6 separate regions of the Mus musculus genome follow, and regions 1, 2, 3, 5 and 6 are each linked to region 4. A link is a contact called in public Hi-C and HiChIP or PLAC-seq data. All regions are on one chromosome and are shown on one strand. The core of a region is the stretch at or near the end of the contact, and the rest is flanking DNA. Distances in the headings are between cores, read along the strand shown. Region 1 has its middle 42 kb from the start of Gm40042. Region 2 has its middle 120 kb from the start of Gm40042. Region 3 has its middle 61 kb from the start of Gm40042. Region 4 holds the start of Pcdh18 (protocadherin 18). Region 5 has its middle 130 kb from the start of Pcdh18. Region 6 has its middle 70 kb from the start of Gm23096.

Region 1 (3,726 bases), core at 907-3,406, 230 kb before region 4:
ACATAACAGACTGTTAACCAATTTATATTTTAAAATTCTTAAGTCTTAATAATAATAATAATAGCACTATTTAAAATGTGCAATTAGCAAGGCTATGACTATAGAACACAGATAGATGAAAAGCAACCACATGAAAAGATGCCTCAATTAACATCCCACAAAATACACACAATTACAACAGCAACGAAGGCCTTCTGCTTAGATTTTACATTGCATAGCTTTTCTTGTGGGAATCCTCACTGTGGAAGTAGGAGCTGTCTCTGACTCTTTTTGCCTACTTTTGGGACCTTTTCCTACTCTGGGTTGTCTCCCTCATTCTTAATCAGGCTGGAGGTGGCTGGTCTTACTGAAACTTGAGATGCTACGTTTGGTTGATATCCATGGGAAGCCTGTCCTTTTCTAAGGAGAAACTGAGGAGGCCTGGGTGAGCATGTAGAAACAGAGGTGATAAAAGGGAGGGATCAGGAGGAAAGGAGGGAGGGGAAACTGCGGTTGGGTTGTAATATATGAGAGAATAAGTAAAAAGAAATGTAAAAGTATGTGATATTTAAATAAATACACCCAAAGTCCAATTAAGGAACAAAACAACAACAACAATTACAGCAACAAGTACAACCGACAATGAAACACCATTATACATACATTAGAATGGCCAATATCTGGAAGACTTACAACAGCAGTAAATATTAGTAAGTGTGTGAAACAGTAGGGATTGCCATTTATGGCTGGCAGGGATGCAAAATAGTAGATATACTTTGGGAGACAGTTGGTGTTGCTTTCATGAATGAAATATGACCTTACTGTATAATTTAGCAATTTAGGTCCTTGGTATTTACCCAAAGGAGCTGAAAACATATTCAAACCTAAGTGTACATGTAGATATTTATAGTAGTGTGCTTTATAATTGCAAATATTTTCAACCAACTGGTCCATGATACAAATACATTTTGATACATTAAGACAGTGGAATGTTTTTCAAACTGAACTGGGAATAAGCTATCAAGACAAGAAAAGATATGGGGACTTCAAATGCATATTAATAAATGAGATCACTGAGTTAGAAGAGTCTGTATGTGAATGATTGCAACCACATGGAATTCTGGACGAGCAAAACTCTGGTGTAATTATATAAGATGAGCTGTTGAGGGAGGTGAGTGGGAGAGAAGGATGACAGGCAAGCTTAAGTGTTTTTAAAGCATCGTAGCTAGTGCGTCTGAACCTGTACTTATGGCCCCTTGTGTTCCTGTGTTTAGCAGACCTTAACTGATGAATGTACAGGACCATGAGTGAACCTAAATACAAACTATTCTCTTTGGTCAGTAATTCTTTATAGTCAATGTAAGCTTATAAAATTTACCAAATGAATGTACCACTTCAATTTGTTCTGTTGCCACTGCTGAAGGCTATGCATAGCTGGGACAGGGGTCATGTGGGAGTCATCTGTCTCTTTTTCTATGTTAATGAGGACATAAACAACTCTACAAATAAAGTCTATTTGAAAAATTAGAATCAAAGAAGAGTTGAAAATTTGCTTTAAGTTTCTTACCAGGATGACATTTAAAGGGTCTGGATGTTACATATCTAAGATTGTGCTTTAATTTTACATATGGTTTTTTTACATGTCCAGGCCCATGTGCCCAGGGGTGGCACTGCCTATGATGGGATGGGCTCTCCTACATCAATTAGCAATCAAGAAAATAACCTTACAGACATATCCAGAGGTCAGCCTTTGGAGGCAGTTCCTCTACAAAAGGTGTGTCAAGTTGGCAAGCAAGATAAGCTATCACAAAACTCATATTTACATCTCTTTGACAAATGTCAGTTGTTTCTTTTCTACAAGCATGCATCCACTTGCAAACTATGATCTTTATGTAAATATCTCAAAGACATTTTACTATGTTTGTGCATAAAAACAGGCTCATCCAGTTTGTTGCCCACTTACTCAGAAGTGCAGATTTTTCAGAGCTAACTCCAAGTTCCCTAACATTGTTTCCTGTTAATGTAGGCCAGAGGTTGTTACACATTTTGATGATCTCAAAATCTGAGAAACATATCACGTGATTGAGAGAAAATGAAGAGGTATTTATGTGTTTATTTGTGACTCATGCAACTGCTTTTCATTCTTAGTCACAGAGATGTTTCGCTGAATCCCATCTGCTGTACAAGGTTGGCATAGAGCGCTCCTTGGAACTGGCCTGCCTATTATGTCTTCTTCCTCTTTATGGGAGAGATGAGTATAAACAATTTTCATCTCTTCCCTTGCCAGACACCTGCTTCACTCATCTGGGTGGGTTTGTACAATTCAGTCATTTCCAGGATTGTTATAAACTTACATGGGATTCAATGTTGGCAAAGAATATGTTTTGGTTTAGTTGGAAGGACTTGGGCTCAGTTCTATGCATACTAGCATTGCTACCAGGCTTCCTTGTGTTTTCCACCCATTTTCCTGTTATTTATCACCACTGAGTTACGTAGTAGGCAGCCAAAGGAAGACTTTGTTTTATGTCAAACCAAAAATGAAGTTGATGACTCAGCAATTTAAAAAGTATGGCAGTCAATTAAGCAACATATTGCATTTTAACACAAACAGCTTCCTTGTATGTTAATTAACTTGGCCTTTAAGTGGCACAAAGGCTAGTTATTTCTGCTTCACAGATGAGAAATGAAGCTGAAAGAGCACTTTTTGTATTAATTACCATTCACAAAATTATACTTAACTCTTCAATATCCTAAGGAGAAATTGCAAGTAACTTTCAAATATTTTCAAAGGGCATCATACTCAACAGATAGTTGATCAGTGTTGTCCATTGCTCCACAGGATTTACAAAGTGGAGAAAACCTAAATGGCCCTGAACCGATGGCTGGGATATTCAAATTAAGATTCATACACACTCTCAGAATGGGGAACAAAGTACCCATGGAAGGAGTTACAGGGACAAAGTTCAGAGCTGAGATGGATGCAAGGACTGCTCCACCCGGGAATCCATCCCATAAACAACCACCAAATCCAGACATTATTGCATATGCCAGCAAGATTTTCCTGACAGGACCCTGATATACCTGTCTCTTGTGAGGCTATGCCCTTGCCTGGCAAATACAGAAGTGGATGCTCACAGTCAGCTATTGGATGGAACACAGGGCCCCCAATGAAGGAGCTAGAGAAATTACACAAGGAGCTAAAGGAGTCTGCAACCCTATAGGGGGAACAACAATATGAACTAACCAGTACCCCCAGAGCTCATGTCTCTAGTTGCATATGTAGAAGAGGATGGCCTAGTAGACCATCAATGGGAGGAGAGGCTCTTGGTCTGGTGAAAATTCTATGCCTCAGTACAGGGGAATGCCAGGGCCAGGAAGCAGGAGTGGGTGGGTTGGGGAGCAGGGCAGGGTGGGAATAGGGTACTTTCAGGATAGCATTTGAAATGTAAATGAAGAAAATATCTAATAAAAAGATTCATCTATGGAATATTATTCTGTTGTAAAGAAACATGAAGTTATAAACCTTGTAGGTAAATATGTGGAGTTGGAAGGGATCATATTGAGTGAGTCAGTGTTCCATGGCTGTGAAGAGGCACCATAACCAAGACAATTCTTCTAAAGGAAAATATTTAATTGGGGCTAGCTTACAGTTTTAGATGTTTAGTTCATTATCAGCTGCTACATCCACTCCAGTAGTGACTTGCTTGACAGGTTTAGAAACCTGGACGTAGTTCTAAGGCGAAAAGT
Region 2 (3,705 bases), core at 637-3,136, 150 kb before region 4:
ATTTAAAACTTGACTATGTGTCCTGAATGCAGCTTATATGCAAGTTTGAATGCAGATAGAGATAAGGAGCATATTTTTGTCCCAGAGAAAATACTTGTCCTGCTGAGAAGCTGGATGCATGAAATTGCAATTGCTGGTTCAAACCTGAGGATGGCTCTGCTGTGCTCCCCCCTCCCCTGCAATGCACCTCTGTCTTCAACTGTTTGGATTGTGGAGTTGGCAAGAATCGTTGAGCCTTGAGTCATAAGTTACATTGTAAAAATAAAGGTGAGCAGAATTCTGCTCAGAATTCTGGCATCAAAAAAGATGTCATAGTGAAGTTTGGCAGAATGAACTCTTTGATTGCTTTGCAGAATAATTATAAGTAAGACAAGATGGAGGAGAAAACATATCAGGCGGTAATTCCATTTATTAAGAGTTATAAGATGGCCAATGGAACCATGGTAGTCAAAACAATGAAATCTCTATTTCATATAAGTTACTCTTTCCAGACTCAGTTTGGTAAGGAGAAAGGTGAACTGCAGAGGGATTTAACTAACTCTCCCCTGATTGTGCAGGCAAGAGAAGGCAGAACCAAGACTTACATATAGGGCGATCTACATTCTTAGCATGTTGTTCTTAAGATTAGCAACAGTGATAAATCATAAGACTAGTGGATTATATGAATTATACTTAGGATGGGTAGGACTGGGTCCCTGAATTAATACAAAACATGAACAAGAAACATAGAAATGTCGTTTGGGGATTCATCAGTATTTCTTGTGCAGCCAAGGCTATAACAAACAACGAGAGCATGTGGAAAGAGGTACATTTGGTAATGGTATACTGCAAAGCATCAAGATTTAATCCCAGATGGAGAAAGAAGTGACCCTGAAGATAACTCCACAGGCTCAGTAATGGCCACCAAATCAGGCTTTCAAGAAGGGTGAGGTGATATGAGGGGCCCACTGACAACAGACAGAGAATAAGGGGATGCTGAAACTGCCCCTGATTTTGACTTAATAACAATGGCGGTGACCTTGCAAAGAGGGACCTCTGAGTGGTAGTTTTGTCTTTCTTTAAGCTTAGTTTAGTTACATAGACCTGGAAACTTGAAGCTGAATGCTGTGAGGTACACTGTGAGGAGCAGAGAGCTAGAAATGGAGGCTACAGCAGCATCTTTAGAGTATGTCATGAAAACGGGTATTGCCACAGAAGACTAACTGATATTTGTGGAGGAATTATGAATGTGGGCTAAGTCCGAAAAATCTGAGCAATACTTTCAAAAGGAAGTGAGTGATGTGGAATTCCTAATCAATAGAAGATAATTGACAGAAGAGCAGTGAACTAGGGGGGGGGGAGGGGCCATCTACATTCTGAGTGATTGGTCACTGCACTCCAGGGGCTGAACTACATTCATAGTGTCTTCTCTTGGTTTTATCACATTAAGAAAGTTCCTGTTTCTTTTCTGAATTTCTACTATACCCCTTTGTGTCTCCAGGCAAAGTCTATACTAGCCATTTTCTCTGTGAGTAAGAAGCTCTGATTTCCTGTTCTGTGGAAGCAGCAGAGACTCATGTCTCTGAAAGCACATGAATGGCGAGAATCGCGGATGAGGTGCTGGGTTTTATAACATGCCCTTTGAGAGTAATAGTTATTCGTTATTCGAAGTCCCCTTCCAGAGTTCTGATGGATTGAGCCATGTTGTTTTCTGAATACTCGAATTCTGTACGCAGCTTTACGACAGGAAGTTGGCCTTCTGAGCAGGAATGCATGTAAACAAAGAAATGTGGCTCACAGTGGAAGTTCCTCTAAATCAAATCCTGAAGGCTTTCCCGCCCCCATTCCAAGCTTCTCTCTGTATCTTGATTATTTTCAGATGCTTTCTGTGAGGCAGAGATGAAACCCAATAGTTAACCTCCCTAAAGCTCCCAAGGCTCTCAGGCAGTTCTGAGTGTGCAGCAGCTAAGACAAACAAGGAGAAGGAAGTGAAAAAAAAAAAAAAAACTGATGCTGCCCCTCTATGAGATGTACGAAGTGTATTTTCTCCCTTGGGAATCAAACTTCAAGAGTGAACTTTTAAAAGAGAGATTGAAAACTCGAGTACCGCAACTGCCTGAAATCATCACTGTAAACACAAAGGGTTAGAAGCTATGGCTGTTTGGTCCTTTGACATTATTATACATCGGCATGCCTGCTGAGCTTCAGAACCTATTGTCCTGCCAGCCACACAGAGCACTGCCTTTCTACACTGTAAAAATGCTAAGATGCCAAGGGCTACAAATTGTCTTACATAAAGTCTTGGGAACTTTATAGGTTATGATAGATAAAGAAAAACACAAAGCTTTTTTGTCAGTCTCTGAACCTCAGCCTTCACGGGTGAAAGCAAAAATGTCCTAGATTCTTGTAAGGCTGGCTAACACAAACATCCAAATGTTGCTGGAAACTGACTTTCTTTGTTTTACCCAAGCCAAGTACTTTGCAGGGATGTGGTGGGGGTGGGGAGGAGGTTTCCAAAAAGTTAAGGCTTCTGTCGTAGTCCTAGAATCCTGCTCATTGGCATGTTGTCTAATAGAAGAACAGAGGAATAAAATGTGGGAGAGCACATCGGGAAAGTGGGGAAGACTGGGGCAAACGCTGCTGTGTTCCACCACCCGTTTTTCCGTCCTAAACAGTCTAAGATATGCATCTGAGATGCACACACTGGTCATAGAATTGGTGGGAAGAAAGATGTAATAGAACTGTGTGTTTCCGTAGAGACTGTGGCTAAAGGAAAAGCTGTTTGTGAACATCACACTCTTGGGGCTCCTTTTCAAGGGGTGTTAGGGATTGAACTTGGAAGTTCAAGCATTGCTTGCTATATCAGCTACTTCTGTAATTACTGTTAATATGTGACAAGAGCAGGTTAAGAAAGGAAGAGTTATGCTGGTTCACAGTTCAAGAGCACAGTTGCATAAGGGAGGCCAAAGAGTGTGGTTAGTTGCTCACATTATGGTCACTACCAGAGATTCTGTGATGAAGGTAGATTCTCAACTCTTTCTCCTTTTTATTTAGAACAGTAGTTCATTCCATGCAATGGTGCTCCCCACACACTTCATGTAGATCCTCCCTTCCCTCCTCATCCTAATCTAGAAAACCCAGCACCGCTACGCCCAGTGCTTTGCTTCCAAAATAATTCTGAATCTTATCACTTGATAATCATGATTAACCATAGCTCAAGCCATTGGCTCTGTTGGTTGCTGGGAATGCAGAGGCAGTCTTAAGAAACTGCAGATTGTAGGCTGCTATCCAGACTGAGTGACCATGTCTCCATGCTGATCTTGCTAAGGACGAGTTGGATCTCTGAGTTTGTTAGGTAGGTGTTAGGGGACTGCAAGCACTGAGAAAAAGTCGAGATTCTGGAGTTCCTGGATTTTCCCCACCAGTATTTGAGAAAGTAGCTCCATGAGAAAGGATTAGGAAAGAGTCACATCAAATCTACCCATCCTGCAGCCATGAGAACTTAACTAGAGACAGGGAAGAACATTAGACTGTCAAAGTTTCAAGGTAAACCAGATGAGTCCAGTAAACTCTATTGACCATGGATTATTGAAAGAAGATGAAAAACTCCAAGACTGGACACCCTCTCTTTTTCTTTTGAGACAGGGTTTGTTTCCATAGCCCCAGATGTCCTAGAACTCTCCAGGAAGATCTGCCTGCCTCTGTTCCCCAGTGCTGAGATTAAAG
Region 3 (3,369 bases), core at 433-2,932, 210 kb before region 4:
CATTGCACCCATTGCAGTCCTCACACTCCATGCATACATACAGGTTGTCAGTCAAACACCTCCATGTCCTCAAGTAAGTCTGTCGTTCAGTACTGCATTGGGAGGATGGAACCATAGCGATGGTACGTCCACAGCTGTTGCTGGGCCTCAAGTGCGTTAGAAGCTCTGTGAGTGTCAGGATGGGAATTCCTACTTCTTGCATTCCTTTGAAATCTAAAGATGTGGAAACCCATCTTTCTCAGATAGTTTACTCTTGGTCTTTAAAAGAGTAGGTCCTCACAAGGGTATTAAAAATATTTTACCTGATTTCATTAATCCATTCCCCTTTGTTTCTTTTTGGAAGGAAACACTACCTATGTCCACCCACATCCTTTCTTACAAATACTTTTACATGTACAACTATAGTACAGACTTATAAGATGAAATAAATGCTTCTAACTGCCATGTATTGACAGGCAAGCTAGCATGAATCTAACAAGTTAACCTGGTGTGATGATCTTCCAGGGTTCCAGTCTGTCACTGGGCTGCCTTTCTTTCTTCCTTCCTTCCTTCCTTCCTTCCTTCCTTCCTTCCTTCCTTCCTTCCTTCCTTCCTTCCTTCCTTCCTTCCTTCCTTCCTTCCTTCCTTCCTTCCTTCCTTTCTTTCTTTCTTTCTTTCTTTCTTTCTTTCTTTCTTTCTTTCTTTCTTTCTTTTTCAATCTAGTTGGACTAACTCTCAGATATCATTGAACTACCTTTGATGTCATCTCTCATTGCCATTACTGCCACAAATAAGTAAATCATGTTCTTCATTATCTGCTCCACTTTTCATCTCTAATTGAAGTTTCTAGCTGGCTGATTAAGTGATACAGGGAAATTTGGTGTGATGAAGAAAAGGGCTATGTGTGACAGATGGAAGCTTCTTTCCTTTCTGGAAACCATTTTGAAAGGTTCACACCAATTTTGTTTTATTGACTCAATACATCTAGAGAAAATTTGTCTATGGTTTCTGAAAATGATCTGTTTTGTAAATTCCCCATGAAACTTTAGAATGGGAAAACAAAGCATGTCAACATTGAGCAGGAATAATTATCTATAACCAAAGAATGGTGGGAAGATTTATACAACCAATTAAAGCCGGGTAAGCAAGAAGCAATTATTTATTTTCATTCTTTTATTTTTGTTTTTTTTTCTCAAAGAAAATATGGAAATATTTTAAGGCCACTATTTTTCTCTGAGTATAACAAACCCAGTCCCAACAGTTGTTGTGGAACTCTAATGTAGAGTTAGTTCAAAGTGACAGAGGGAAAAGTACCATTACGTTTTCATAACTCTGCCACCAAACTAACACTCCACGCATCTGGCGAATGTGCATATTTCAGATAAAGTTAAGAAGCTGAAAAAAGAAACTGGAAACGTCTGATTGCTCACAGGTGTAGTAACCACACTATAAAAAATACACACTTTTAAAGTGCACAGAGATCTGTTCTTCATTACTTTTAAGTCATTGAGAATATTCTGGAAATTCAAAAACTTACTCAGAGAGTTGAGGAAAAACATTCTGTCTGTGAAGGAAAAATCTACAGTTTTGTTTTTTTTTAAAAGCTTTACTTTGAAAATCAAATGAATCCCAGAGCAGCCAAGATTTTCCCTTTATGTATGAAGTCTGGGTAAGACAGTGTTTTATGAAGTTGCGGGTGGTCCCTGTATGCACAAGGTCTACTGATAGGGAACTCCTATGAAGAAAACACAGGTGCTAGTGTCAATCTTAGCTTCCAGGAAGTCATTAAGGGTTTTAATTTTGTTCTGTATATCTGTAGTTTTCTCAATTCCTAACCCGGAGGTCATTAGTGACTGACTGAGAGATATTCATGTCAAATTGGCTTCAGTGAGTCTGGAATTCAAGATAGTCATTTCTTGTTCTAGTGTGTTTCACCTATGTGCTTTACTTGTGAGAGGGGAGTCTCACACCTGCCTTCTTTGTAGCAGCTTTGAGATGCACAGATTTAAATTTAAGAACCTGAGTCCTACCTAACTTCTCTTTTCTCTGTGCATCTACATTTCAAAAACAACAAAAAGAGAATTCTTCTCTCATCTCTTTAAATACTGACTGTCTGTTTGAATGTCAAACAGAGTGAGTGTTCTATCTGTCAGGGTCCTTCCCACCAAATGCTTGCAACTACACTAGTACACTGGGACCCAGATTATTCATTTCAATAACTCCTGATTCTTATTTCCTCTGCACTCACATGTTTGAAAACACTTGGATGTCTATCTTCTCTCAAGGGAAAGCAACTGGAAATTAAAACCACCACTGAATAATCTATAAAGTTTATTTAAAGAATCTAAAAAGATGGGAAAGGAGGAGAAAAAGTGTTTTTGGAATTTCCTGTATGAGTTGAGCAGCATGCTTGCGCTGAAGTCTTTTTTCCTGAGTACTTCAGTGAATTCTGTATCTCCATGAAAAGCAACTGACTTAGAAAGCCAATGTGTGTAGCCTGTCAGTGGTGGTGCACGCCTTTAATCCTAGCACTTGGGAGTCAGAGGCAGGCAGATTTCTGAGTTCAAGGCCAGCCTGGTCTACAAAGTGAGTTCCAGGACAACCAGGGCTATACAAAGAAACCCTGTCTTGAAAAACAAAACACAACAAAACAAAACAAAACAAAACAAAACAAACAAACAAACAAAAAAAGCCAATGTGTGTGAAATGCTTTTTTCAGCTTTCAAACAGCCTCAGAGCACTTGATTTTGAAATACAAGAAACATGTTCACAGAACTCTACATTGAGACTTCAATATGATTTGCTATAAGGAGGCAACAACACTATGTCTCCCATGTTTTAATCATTATTTTCCATAAAGAAAATGCCTTCTATTAACATTTGATCCAATGTTAAGATCCACTTGTTAAGGTTTTTGTCTTGTTTTATGCATGTATTCTCCTTCCTTCTTTCCTTCCTTCCTTCCTTCCTTCCTTCCTTCCTTCCTTCCTTCCTTCCTTCCTTCCTTCCTTCCTCCCTCCCTCCCTTCCTTCCTTCCTCCCTTCCTTCCTTCTGCCCTCCCTCCCTTCCTTCTTCCCTTCCTTCCTTCCTTGGTTCATCTCTTACTTCCTTCTTTCCTCTCTTCCTTCCAACCACAGCTTCCCTTTCTTTCTTTCCCCCTAGTTCCACTCTGCTTGCCCACCCACTTCACCTCCATTTCTCTTCAGAAAAGGGCAGGCTTCCCATGGATATCAATCAACCATGGTAGAAAGAAAGAGTCCCTGAAGCAGGCAAAAGAATCAGAAAGAGTCCCTCCTCCCTCTGATAGCAGCAGCACAAGAAGACTTAAGCTACACAATTCAAACATATATCCAGAGCGACTAGGTCAACCCTATCTAGGCTCCCTGGTTT
Region 4 (3,554 bases), core at 146-2,645:
AAATTACTTTTTAAAAAAATGTGTTTCTGGGGGGCAAAATAGGAGAAAAATAAATGTCAAATAAGTTACATGGAGATTCTGTGAAGCACAGAATTTGCAAGTAGCTGAAGACAGCTGAGGGATAATGCAAAGGGGGGGTGGGGAGGGTGAGCAAGAATGGAGCCAGAGTGATAAACTTAAAAGGAGCCGCAGAGCAGAAGGAGCATCATAAATAATCATATTTCCCAATAAGAATACCATATCAACCCCGTGACCTGGATACAGCACCAACCTCCTGAGATATTTCCAGCACTCTGATGCACACAAAATGCAATTTTCAGCTCAGGCATTTTATTTCTCAGTGTAAACAACCTTTGGGTTTTTAAAATACATATCTGGAAACTGTTTTCATAAATAATGTATGTATTATAAAAATTTGACTTGTAAACTATTGAGTCCATGTCTCCTCAGAACTCATTGTGAAAACTCACTATGGGTAGATAGTACTCTATTGGAAGAATTCGCTAGGCGAAGGCTACCAATTTTACCCAAGCTATCAATTTTGCCCAAAATAAATAGGATTTTTTTAAGTGCAAGGCTATATATATATATATATATATATATATATATATGGAACAATTTTGCTCAAGCTAAAGAAAGGGCTGAAATAAGGTAGAATTTTTTTGCTAATTAGTTCCAAACTCTGAGGTGTTCCTTTAAATCTTGCTAATTAAGAGAAATCGGGAGTGCAAGATAGGCCCCTTTCTTATCTTCAAAGAGTAAAGATGAAAGAAAGCAGAAAATGAAACCTCTCCACTTGGGCTGTTCTTTAAAACAGAGCTCCAAGAAAATCGGCTTGCTGCTCCTTGGAGGAGAAAAGACCCGCCGAGGGGGAGGGGGTGTGTGCATAATTAGAAGCAAGTTTCCCCATTTTATTAAATTCCTCCACCGACAAAATTCACTTGGAGGTATTTTAAGTGAAACCAGCAGTTAAGGAACCCTGAAAAAAGCAAGATGATTACATGTTTGTAGCAGAAGAAAAGATCAATTAAGAAAACAAGAACTATTTAATGTGCCATATATAAATACAGGCGACCAGAAGTTGATTTAAAGTTTTTTTCTTCCTTTCTTTTTCCTTCCCTCCCGGTCTCCCCACCCCCACACCGCTCTCCTGCTGTAATTTGTCTCCCCTTTGTCGCGGCACGCTTGGAGAAAGTGGATGGAGATGGAGGAGGGGCGGGAGGGCTGAACCCCACCCCCGGCCGCGCTCCCGCGCCCCTAGCGGGTCCCCAACCCGCGCCCGCCACCCTCCCGCTCCCACCCTCCACGCGCGCCCTCCCTCGCTCCGGTGACTCCAGCAGCTTCGGATTTGGAAGCTCGCTGATTGGCTGGAAGCGATTCAACACACGCCAGGCAAAGAGCTTTGTCTGAGTTGAAGTGAAGTTGTAGAGATTTTCAGACTGGAGTCAGCAATCACCGGTGTTTAGTCTGCAGCGGAGCAGAGAAAAGGAAAGGGGGGAAAATCAAGAATCGCCCGGGAAACACAGACTGCAGACTCCGCCAGCACCCTGCAATAGATGGGGACGGAGTCCACGCGGGGAGCCAGGCCGAGGTGACACGCTGCTCCCAGCCAGGAGGACCAGCGGCCACCCCTACCAGGAAGGGACTTCACGCTCCTATCTGGAAGTCGCCAAACGGTGTGTATGAAAACTGAAGTTTGCGAGCTGTTTAATTGCTGTGTGATTAAGAGTCGCTTTCAAGACTCTGAGACCCGATGTGGCTTAGAGCTCTGAGTGGCTGGGAGGAAGTTGAAGGGATTGCTGGGCTCTTCTAACTCGCCCTGAGAAGGGAATCTAGCAACTGACCAATGCACCAAATGAATACTAAAATGCACTTTAGATTTGCACTTGCACTTCTGATGGCGTTTTTCAGCCACGATGTCCTGGCTAAGAATCTGAAATACAGGATTTATGAGGAGCAGAGGGTCGGATCGGTAATTGCTAGACTATCAGAAGATGTGGCTGATGTTTTATTGAAGCTACCAAATCCTTCTGCTGTTCGTTTTCGAGCCATGCCACGGGGGAATTCTCCTCTCCTGGTCGTAAATGAGAATACCGGAGAAATCAGCATAGGGGCTAAAATTGACCGCGAGCAACTATGCCAAAAAAACTTGAACTGTTCGATAGAGTTTGATGTGCTCACTCTGCCGACCGAGCATCTGCAGCTGTTCCACATTGAAGTGGACGTGCTGGACATTAATGACAATTCCCCCCAATTCTCGAGACCCGTCATTCCCATTGAGATATCGGAGAGCGCAGCAGTTGGGACTCGTATCCCCCTGGACAGTGCGTTCGACCCAGATGTTGGGGAAAATTCCCTCCACACCTACTCGCTCTCTGCTAATGATTATTTTAATATCGAAGTGCGAACCAGGACAGACGGGGCCAAGTACGCTGAACTCATAGTGGTGAAAGAGTTGGATCGGGAGCTGAAGGCTAGCTACGAGCTTCAGCTCACCGCCTCCGACATGGGAGTGCCTCAGAGGTCTGGCTCCTCCATCCTGAAAATCAGCATTTCGGATTCCAACGACAACAGCCCGGCCTTTGAGCAGCCTTCTTACACAATACAACTCTTAGAAAACTCCCCAGTTGGAACCTTGCTCCTTGATCTAAATGCCACCGATCCAGATGAGGGCGCTAATGGGAGAATTGTGTATTCTTTCAGCAGTCATGTGTCTCCCAAAATTATAGAGACTTTTAAGATCGACTCAGAAAAAGGCCACTTGACTCTTTTCAAGCCAGTGGATTATGAAATCACCAAGTCCTATGAGATAGACGTTCAAGCCCAAGATTTGGGTCCCAATTCCATTCCTGCTCATTGCAAAATTATAATTAAGGTTGTGGATGTCAATGACAATAAACCTGAAATTAGCATAAATCTCATGTCCCCTGGAAAAGAAGAAGTATCTTATGTCTTTGAAGGGGATCCCATTGATACATTCGTTGCTATCGTCAGGGTTCAAGACAAGGATTCTGGGCTGAATGGGGAAATAATCTGTAAGCTTCATGGGCATGGACATTTTAAACTTCAGAAGACATATGAAAATAACTACTTGATCTTGACCAATGCCACTCTGGATAGAGAAAAGAGATCTGAGTATAGTTTGACTGTGATTGCTGAGGACAAGGGAACACCAAGCCTCTCCTCAGTGAGACATTTTACTGTTCAAATCAATGACATAAATGACAATCCACCTCGCTTCCAGAGGAGCCGATATGAATTTGTCATCTCAGAGAATAATTCACCAGGGGCGTATATCACCACAGTTACAGCCACTGATCCAGATCTTGGTGAAAACGGACATGTGACATACACCATTTTGGAGAGTTTTGTCTTGGGAAGTTCCATCACCACGTATGTAACCATTGACCCCTCTAATGGCGCCATCTATGCCCTCAGGATCTTTGATCATGAAGAAGTGAGTCAGATCACTTTTGTGGTGGAAGCCAGGGATGGAGGGAGTCAGAAGCAACTCTCCAGCAACACCACCGTTGTGCTGACCATCATTGATGAGA
Region 5 (3,479 bases), core at 890-3,389, 130 kb before region 4:
CTCATCCTGGAAAATACCAAGGCTGGAAAAAAACGTAGAAAACCTAGATACTTACTTAGAAACTTTTTTCTTAGGTAATAACAAAATTTGAGTATTCAAGAAGTTTGGACTCATTATTATTCAAAATTCAGTCTTGTCACCTATCTGTTTTGTGTTTGAGTATCTTAGAATACCAGGAAAGAGGGTCCTTTACCAAATGAGCATTCCCTTGCACTTGCTAAAAGTAAATCTATCAAATGCCTAACAAGAAGACAATACTGTGTTATAAGGTGTCTTAATTAGAGGTGTGATGTCATCACTGTTTCATTATTTTGTATACGTAATTTCTCTGGAAAAGAAGTGAGCCTCTCACATGACCATAAAGTACTTCCCCTCAAGGTTCCCCTCAAATAAACTTTGTCTGCTCAGTTTTGGGTATTTATGTTCTAACAATCAGTATAAGAACATGCTTTGCCTACTTGACTTCTTGATTTGTTTGAAACTGGCAGAGACTCCTGTGAATCTAGATAATGCTCCACTATCTACCTTTTACTCGACTTTTAGAAGTAGGGATAGGTATACAACAAGATACACAGGGGAACTGATCTTTCTTCTTCCTTACAATAATGAGTTTGAATGTAGAACGACTATTCATTTTTGCATTAGCTGCAGGATAGATACTCAGCTCTTCCACTATCTTCATAGAATGACCAACTGCCTAGGTTGTCTGACATTGTTGGGTTTCTTAGGGTCAGACAATTTGAGTCTAAACATGAGTCTAAGGAAGAACAATTGTCTTTTGCCTCCAAAAGGAAAACTTGTTTGTCTTTGAAACTTTATAAAATAGTAATGGAGATTCGATCACAAACTACAAACAGGATGCCCCATTAGACTAACAGACTAAGAAACAAGCACTGAGAGTAAAGAGGCTTAGAGAGCAAAGGACTTGAACATCACTGGTATGAATAGAGGGAGAACACACAGATAGATGGCCCTTTTATGTTAAGCATTTGAGCATTGACAGAAGTAAAAATAAAACTAGTGAAAAATAGAGAAAGGACAGATTCCATTTTATTATTAACCAAAGTTCTTTTTGATTTTTCTTATCATGCTTTTTATCATTAGCCTTTAACTTTTATCTTTTATGCTGAACTATCAAGTTTTAAAGTGCTCAAAATTAATGGATTAAGCAAGTGCTACATAAGAAAAAAAAATAGCTCAACTAAGATAGCCATTTAGAATCTGGGAACCTAAGTGTCACCAATGGAAAGGAACAAAGCTCTGAGTGGAGATATTTTGGTTGGAAATGCTGCAGAAAGTCTTCCAGCCACTGCCACATAACTGCTAAGTACTCCCTCGTGCCTCTGCAGCAGTGCTTTCTCAGCTTGCACTGAGCCAACATATTGTTTTTCCATCCAAGTAATTCCCAGTAACACCCACAGAATCCCCAGCAGTGATTCCATCTAACATAATACTTGGCCAAAACTCAACTTAATGTGAGCAAAATGGGAGGACAGAATTCATGTCACTGGATAAAACTTTTGCCACAGTCTGAGACAAGAGGAACGGAAATGAAGAAGCCTATGGCCATAAAATTAAGAAATCTTTACCCACTAATTCAGAGACAAAAAAGTAAAGCATGCATATTTTATAACCTGCTTCCAGCATCTCTCGGAAAAGCAAAATTGTACAATTCTGCCCAGAGAGCCTCAGCCACAGTTCAATTATTAAAACGGAGGCTCTTTTAAAGGAGCCAGTTACATCAGATTGAAGAAAGCCTTCAGAGTTGGATTTATGTTCCAGGGAGAGAGTTGGATTTTTTTTATATTTAGTTTCTTATTTTCACCAGATATCAATGAGTTATAATAGTTTAACTTCACTTTGTATCATGCCGTCATTTTAAATTCTTCAAGGTAAGTTTTCCATTCATCTTCATTCATCATCCAGTGATAAAGGAAAGAAAGAGCAGAGAAAGTAGCCAGAACATTTGCACCTTTCTGCGTTGTCTGTCCCATTAAGTCACTGTGGCATGGAAAATCAGTCACATGAATGTGAATTTTTCATGCACGAGAGGCAATGCCCACAAATCCTATTACTACATAAAGAATCTGTGAGGCCTCCTTGGAAAATGTGCCCCCGTGGTCTAGGCAGAATCTTGTCATGCCCACAGTCCTATGAATAGCCCCACTGTTAGGTTGTCTCCACAAGCTGGCAGCCTCAGTCTGGCTCTGGTGGGATGGTGTTTTGTTTTGTTTTGTCACGTCCTTAATCACATTAGAGGGTGTTATAATTCCTCTCCCACTCAGACAGCTTGATCTTACCGTGGCTATTCTTTCCAGCCACTTGGTATCCAATGAGTTACAGCCTTCGAGATATGAATACGATGGCATTGTTCTTGCAACATACTTTTAAATTCGACCAAGCAGCTGATATCTCAAAACAAAACAAAAACAACAGCAGCAGCAACAACAACAACCCCCCAGAAGTCTGCAATACACAGGAGAGCTGTAAGTTGAGGGGCAAAGGACTCATCATGCATTTCTGTCATGATGCTGTCATTTCTCTTACGCTCTATGAAGGCAACTGTCTAAGGATCTACCCACTTTTATTCATTTACACTACAGTGACAGAAAACATTTTCAAAGATAAAAATCTGCATTCCTGTTGCTTTAAAGTTTGATGTCTGGAATGGGGTATTAAGTGATGTGTAACATGTAAATAAATGACCTGATGTGAACAGAATATCAAACCAGTCTTATAGTCTAGTTAAATATTAGGATATAAGAAACAGTAATTTAATTGCTTTCCACAGGTAGAAAATTGATATTACAATTTAAACCTTTAATAAGCATATTCTATGCTAAACTTTTATATTGTTTTAAATTTGCTTATACTTTTTATTGTTCAGAGATTTTTTTCGCTATTAGTTTTAATACAATACTTTAAAATTATTTTTGAGATTTTTATATATTACATATCATTTATTTAAACATATTTACTTCCCAACTAGACTCCTGAATGTTACACACACACACAGAAAGTATGTAGTGGAAATTGTACAATTCTAGATTAACAACAAAATTTTAATTTTTGTGAGATTATTTTCATAATGTGGTTTTTATGTTTCCATGAATTCTTTTCAGACCATACAAAGATCAGTGCTAAAAAAGAAAAAACTCTCAGTGCTAACTGCATAATGTCATGCTACTCTGGCAGGGCTATTTATCCCAGGCAAACATGTATCTATAGCTAAGGACCTGCCATAAAAATAACAAATAGGAAGACAAGAAAGTAATTCCACTTTGCAACTTCCCAGGGGGAACTAAAAATATATCCATCAAATGAAGTCATATTCCTAAAAGCCAAAGAAAGCACCTGCCAAGACTATTGAACAAGACTCTGTCCTTATGTTCTAGGACGATAGAAAAACCACACAGTTCCCACATATAAAAGTTGTTGCTGCTGTCCTGTGACTGCTGAGACATAAGATGACATAGACA
Region 6 (3,492 bases), core at 67-2,566, 170 kb after region 4:
CAGAGGGTAGTCCATTGTCACCGTAGAGGGAAGCAGGGTGACAAGCATGGAACTGATCAGTATTTGAGACCTACAATCTGATCTGCAGGCAGACAGGCAGGCAGAAAGTACCTGCTGTAGGGCCTGATGTCAAGGCCCATCCCAGAAATACACCTCCTCCAATCAGAACAAACCTCCCACCATTTTCCAAACAGTCTACAGACAAATGACCATATATGCAAATATATAACCCTATGGAAAGCATTCTCATTTAAACTTCTCAAAAAATGTAAATCTATTTTAAGAGACTTTAATAGAAAACTATTCTGAATGTTTGCAAACTTCCAGTTTGTGGCTTGCTCAAAATTATCCCCTTAGTTACCTCTACTGGCCAGTCATTTTGGTTACAATCACTAAAATCTTACATTACTTTTCTTTCATTTGTATAGAGTCATATAAGCCAGATGTTATGTCTCTGTGGACTTATGACTTCTCAATTCAACTATTTGATATAATACCAAATGGTTCACATATGTTGAGCTTTTAAGAACTACATATACGTTGAGAAGATGATGCAGTTCATGATGGTACCAGCTGACAATCCTGAGTACCTGGGTTCATTTCCCTGGATCAAGGATCAGGACCCACATGGGGAAAGGAGAGAATGGCCAAGAAAGTCATCTCCTAATCTCTATGAATCCCATGAGATGTGTTTCCACCAACCAAAATATACATAGCATGTTGTGAGTTCTAGGGCAAGCATGATGACTGTGTTTCTATTGCTTTGGAGCTTTACCTTGTTCATCTTCAATGGAAACCAAATGTGTGTGATTTTCTTTTCTTTTTGATTGATTGATTTTTTATTGTATATTCTATTTATTTATATTCGAAATGTTATCCCCTTCCCCAGTTCCCCCTCTGCAACCCCCCATCCCGTCCTTCCTTCCCCTGCTTCTATGAGCATGCTCCCTTACCCACCTACCCACTCCCACCTCACTACCCTGGCATTCCCCTACACTGAGGTATCAAGTCTTCACAGGACCAAGAGCCTCTCCTCCAGTTGATGCCAGATAAGGCCATCCTTTGCTACATATGCAGCTGGAGCCATGGGTCCCTCCATGTGTACTTTTTGGTTGGTGGTTTAGACCCTGGGAGCTCTGAGGAGTGGGGTGGGGGGTGGGGGGGAGTCTGGTTGGTTAATATTGTTGTTCTTCCTTTGGGGTTGCAAACTCCCTGAACTCCTTCAGTTTTTTTCCCTAACTTCTCCATTGGGGTCCCAGTGCTCAGTCTAATGGTTGGCTGTGAGCATCTACATCTGTTTTTGCCAGGCACTGGCAGAGCCTCTCAGGAGACAGCTGTATCAGGCTCCTGCCAGTGAGCACTTCTTGGCATCCACAATAGTGTCTGGGTTTGGTGACTGTTTATGGAATGGATCCCCAGGGGAGGGAGCAGTCTCTGGATGGCCTTTCCTTCAGTCTCTTTTCCATACTTTTGTTTCCATATTTCCTTCTTTGAGTGTTTTGTTCCCCCTTCTAAGAAGGACTGAAGCATTCACACTTTGGTCTGTCTTCTTCTTGAGCTTCATGTGGTCTGTGAACTGTATCTTGAGTATTTGGAGCTTTTGGACTAATATCCACTTATCAGTGAGGGCAAACCATGTGTGATCTCTTGTGACTGGGTTACCTCACTCAGGAAGATATCCTCCAGATCCATCCATTTGCCTAAGAATATCATGAAGTCTTTGTTTTAGTAGCTGCATAGTACTCCATTGTGTAAATATACCACATTTTCTGTATCCATAAATCTGTTGAAGGACATCTGGGTTCTTTCCAGGTTCTGGCTATTATAAATAAGGCTGCAGTCAACATAATGGAGCATGTGTCCTTGTTATGTGTTAGAACATCTTTTGGGTATATGCACAGGTGTGGTATAGCTGGGTCCTCAGGAATTATTATGTCCAATTTTCTGAAGAACTGCCAGACTTATTTTCAGAGTGGTTGCACCAGCTTGCAATCTCACCAGCAATGGAGAAGTGTTCCTCTTTCTCTATATCTTCACCAGCTGTCACCTGAATTTTTCGTCTTAGCCATTCTGATTAGTGTGAGGTGAATCTCAGTGTTATTTTGATTTGCATTTCCCTGATCACTAAGAATGTTGAAAACACACACACACACACACACATACACACACACACACACACACACACACACACACACACACACACACACACACACACACACACATGCCTTTGGTTCCTCAAACTTTTTTTTTTAAACATGGGTAATTATTTTATTTATTTATTAATTTATTTACACTCCAGAGTTTATTCCCCTCCTGGTCCACCCTCGACTGTTCTATATCCCATACCTTCTCCCTGCCTCCACTTGTATGTCCCCACCCTCCACCTTCACCAGACCTCTAAAGTTCCTGGGGTCCCCTGTCTCTTGAGGGTTAAGTTCTCTGACTGAATCCAGACCCAGCAGTCTCAGCTATATATGCGTTTTGGGCCTCATATCAACTGGTGTATACTGCCTGGTTGGTGGTCAAGTGCTTGAGAGATCTCAGGGTCCAAGTTAGTTGAGACTGCTGGTCCTGAAACTTCTTATATTGATTAAATGGTGAAGAGTCTGACTTTTAGCTGGAAGCAATAATATAAAATCATGTAGGAGACACGTATCTATGGATGTCTGTTTATGGTTTATAGAGGAAATTCACAGAAGAAGCTTCCGTGGTAGCAATTTATGAAGACGTTCCATCAAAGTCCCACCATGTCCTCTGATTGTCTTACTTCCACCAACATCAAACTACAGCTTCTCCAGCCTTCCAACATGGGGTGGATGCTGCTGATTCTCTGTGAATCTTTTGGACCTTCAGCCTTAAGGTCCAGCCTTGGGTCTGCTAAGGCATCCACTTTTATGTCCTAATCAGCCACTGGGCTCTCAGCCTCTCCAGTGTGCAGATAGTTATTATTGTACTATGCAGACCTCATTGCATCATCTAATCTAGCGAATCCCTCTTTACACACTCTTGAAGTCTCTTCTCTTCACGTAACCCAGAGTAATGCAAATAATATATATAATTCCTCATATTATTTTGTTGAACTTATTCCATTAGAATGGAATAGCTTTGTCTTATCTTGTCTCCATGGTATCCTGAGAAAGAGGATGCATAAAATAAATTTTAAAAGGTTAAAGATAATTTACATGATTTAGTGGAAAGGAGAAAAATGAGGTGAATTTTAATGCTTTACATTATATTAAATGTTATTTTTTAAATTGTCTGTGAAACAGCTTGAAATTGAAAACTTAAAATTTCATTTACTTAATATTTCCTTTATTTAGTATTATTAACAAAAATATTACATATAGTTAATTAATAGTTCTCACAATGTCAGTAATAGTTGCTTGAAAGTACTTAGAGAAATTCCATTGAAAATTAATCTAAAAGCAGAGAAAAAGACTTCTTTTGTTCTTTTGCTTAAAGTCAGGCTTATTTTTATTGAGACCACATGGC

The links. A called contact is a pair of places that touch in the nucleus more often than the background predicts. HiChIP or PLAC-seq counts read pairs in DNA pulled down with a chosen protein or histone mark.
Region 1: a contact with region 4 is called in a Hi-C map of muscle stem cells, with 3 times the contacts expected there. The contact joins the enhancer-like site here to the promoter of Pcdh18 in region 4. A contact is called at or near these places in 3 of 39 promoter capture datasets (the 3T3-L1 cell line and maxillary cranial neural crest), 4 of 484 Hi-C or Micro-C datasets (epidermal suprabasal cells, muscle stem cells, nephron progenitors and 1 more) and 4 of 115 datasets of contacts at active chromatin or transcription factors (the NIH/3T3 cell line, craniofacial prominence, embryonic limb bud and 1 more).
Region 2: an H3K4me3 HiChIP or PLAC-seq map of craniofacial prominence shows a contact between it and region 4, with 5 times the contacts expected there. The contact joins the enhancer-like site here to the promoter of Pcdh18 in region 4. A contact is called at or near these places in 6 of 39 promoter capture datasets (the 3T3-L1 cell line, cranial neural crest, frontonasal cranial neural crest and 2 more), 6 of 484 Hi-C or Micro-C datasets (the 3T3-L1 cell line, embryonic fibroblasts, nephron progenitors and 1 more), 4 of 115 datasets of contacts at active chromatin or transcription factors (craniofacial prominence, embryonic limb bud, embryonic midbrain and 1 more) and 1 of 9 other capture datasets (adipose tissue).
Region 3: a contact with region 4 is called in an H3K4me3 HiChIP or PLAC-seq map of embryonic limb bud, with 3 times the contacts expected there. The contact joins the enhancer-like site here to the promoter of Pcdh18 in region 4. A contact is called at or near these places in 3 of 39 promoter capture datasets (cranial neural crest, maxillary cranial neural crest and second pharyngeal arch cranial neural crest), 1 of 484 Hi-C or Micro-C datasets (nephron progenitors), 4 of 115 datasets of contacts at active chromatin or transcription factors (the NIH/3T3 cell line, craniofacial prominence, embryonic hindbrain and 1 more) and 1 of 9 other capture datasets (adipose tissue).
Region 5: a contact with region 4 is called in an H3K4me3 HiChIP or PLAC-seq map of embryonic midbrain, with 4 times the contacts expected there. The contact joins the enhancer-like site here to the promoter of Pcdh18 in region 4. A contact is called at or near these places in 4 of 39 promoter capture datasets (the 3T3-L1 cell line, cranial neural crest, frontonasal cranial neural crest and 1 more), 8 of 115 datasets of contacts at active chromatin or transcription factors (astrocytes, craniofacial prominence, embryonic hindbrain and 5 more) and 1 of 9 other capture datasets (adipose tissue).
Region 6: a Hi-C map of muscle stem cells shows a contact between it and region 4, with 2.4 times the contacts expected there. The contact joins the enhancer-like site here to the promoter of Pcdh18 in region 4. A contact is called at or near these places in 1 of 39 promoter capture datasets (maxillary cranial neural crest), 4 of 484 Hi-C or Micro-C datasets (cranial neural crest, muscle stem cells, stem cell-derived neural progenitor cells and 1 more) and 1 of 115 datasets of contacts at active chromatin or transcription factors (embryonic limb bud).

What each region holds. Positions count from the first base shown.
Region 1 is chr3:49,982,416-49,986,141 of GRCm38.p6, reverse strand. No RefSeq gene overlaps it. Among named protein-coding and RNA genes, the nearest start is that of Gm40042, 42 kb to the left of the region's middle. Within about 2 kb of position 2,156, at least 8 of the 459 cell types and tissues checked have an H3K27ac peak or open chromatin away from gene starts, as enhancers often do. A contact at or near this core is called in the NIH/3T3 cell line and muscle stem cells, where this site is marked.
Region 2 is chr3:49,907,257-49,910,961 of GRCm38.p6, reverse strand. No RefSeq gene overlaps it. Among named protein-coding and RNA genes, the nearest start is that of Gm40042, 120 kb to the left of the region's middle. Within about 2 kb of position 1,886, at least 60 of the 459 cell types and tissues checked have an H3K27ac peak or open chromatin away from gene starts, as enhancers often do. A contact at or near this core is called in adipose tissue, craniofacial prominence, embryonic fibroblasts and 5 more, where this site is marked.
Region 3 is chr3:49,964,049-49,967,417 of GRCm38.p6, reverse strand. No RefSeq gene overlaps it. Among named protein-coding and RNA genes, the nearest start is that of Gm40042, 61 kb to the left of the region's middle. Within about 2 kb of position 1,682, at least 3 of the 459 cell types and tissues checked have an H3K27ac peak or open chromatin away from gene starts, as enhancers often do.
Region 4 is chr3:49,755,157-49,758,710 of GRCm38.p6, reverse strand. Pcdh18 (protocadherin 18) reads left to right here and starts at 1,395. Exons shown (of 4, transcript NM_130448.3): 1 at 1,395-3,554. The coding sequence starts at 1,847.
Region 5 is chr3:49,885,456-49,888,934 of GRCm38.p6, reverse strand. No RefSeq gene overlaps it. Among named protein-coding and RNA genes, the nearest start is that of Pcdh18, 130 kb to the right of the region's middle. Within about 2 kb of position 2,139, at least 8 of the 459 cell types and tissues checked have an H3K27ac peak or open chromatin away from gene starts, as enhancers often do.
Region 6 is chr3:49,587,000-49,590,491 of GRCm38.p6, reverse strand. No RefSeq gene overlaps it. Among named protein-coding and RNA genes, the nearest start is that of Gm23096, 70 kb to the left of the region's middle. Within about 2 kb of position 1,316, at least 1 of the 459 cell types and tissues checked has an H3K27ac peak or open chromatin away from gene starts, as enhancers often do. A contact at or near this core is called in muscle stem cells, where this site is marked.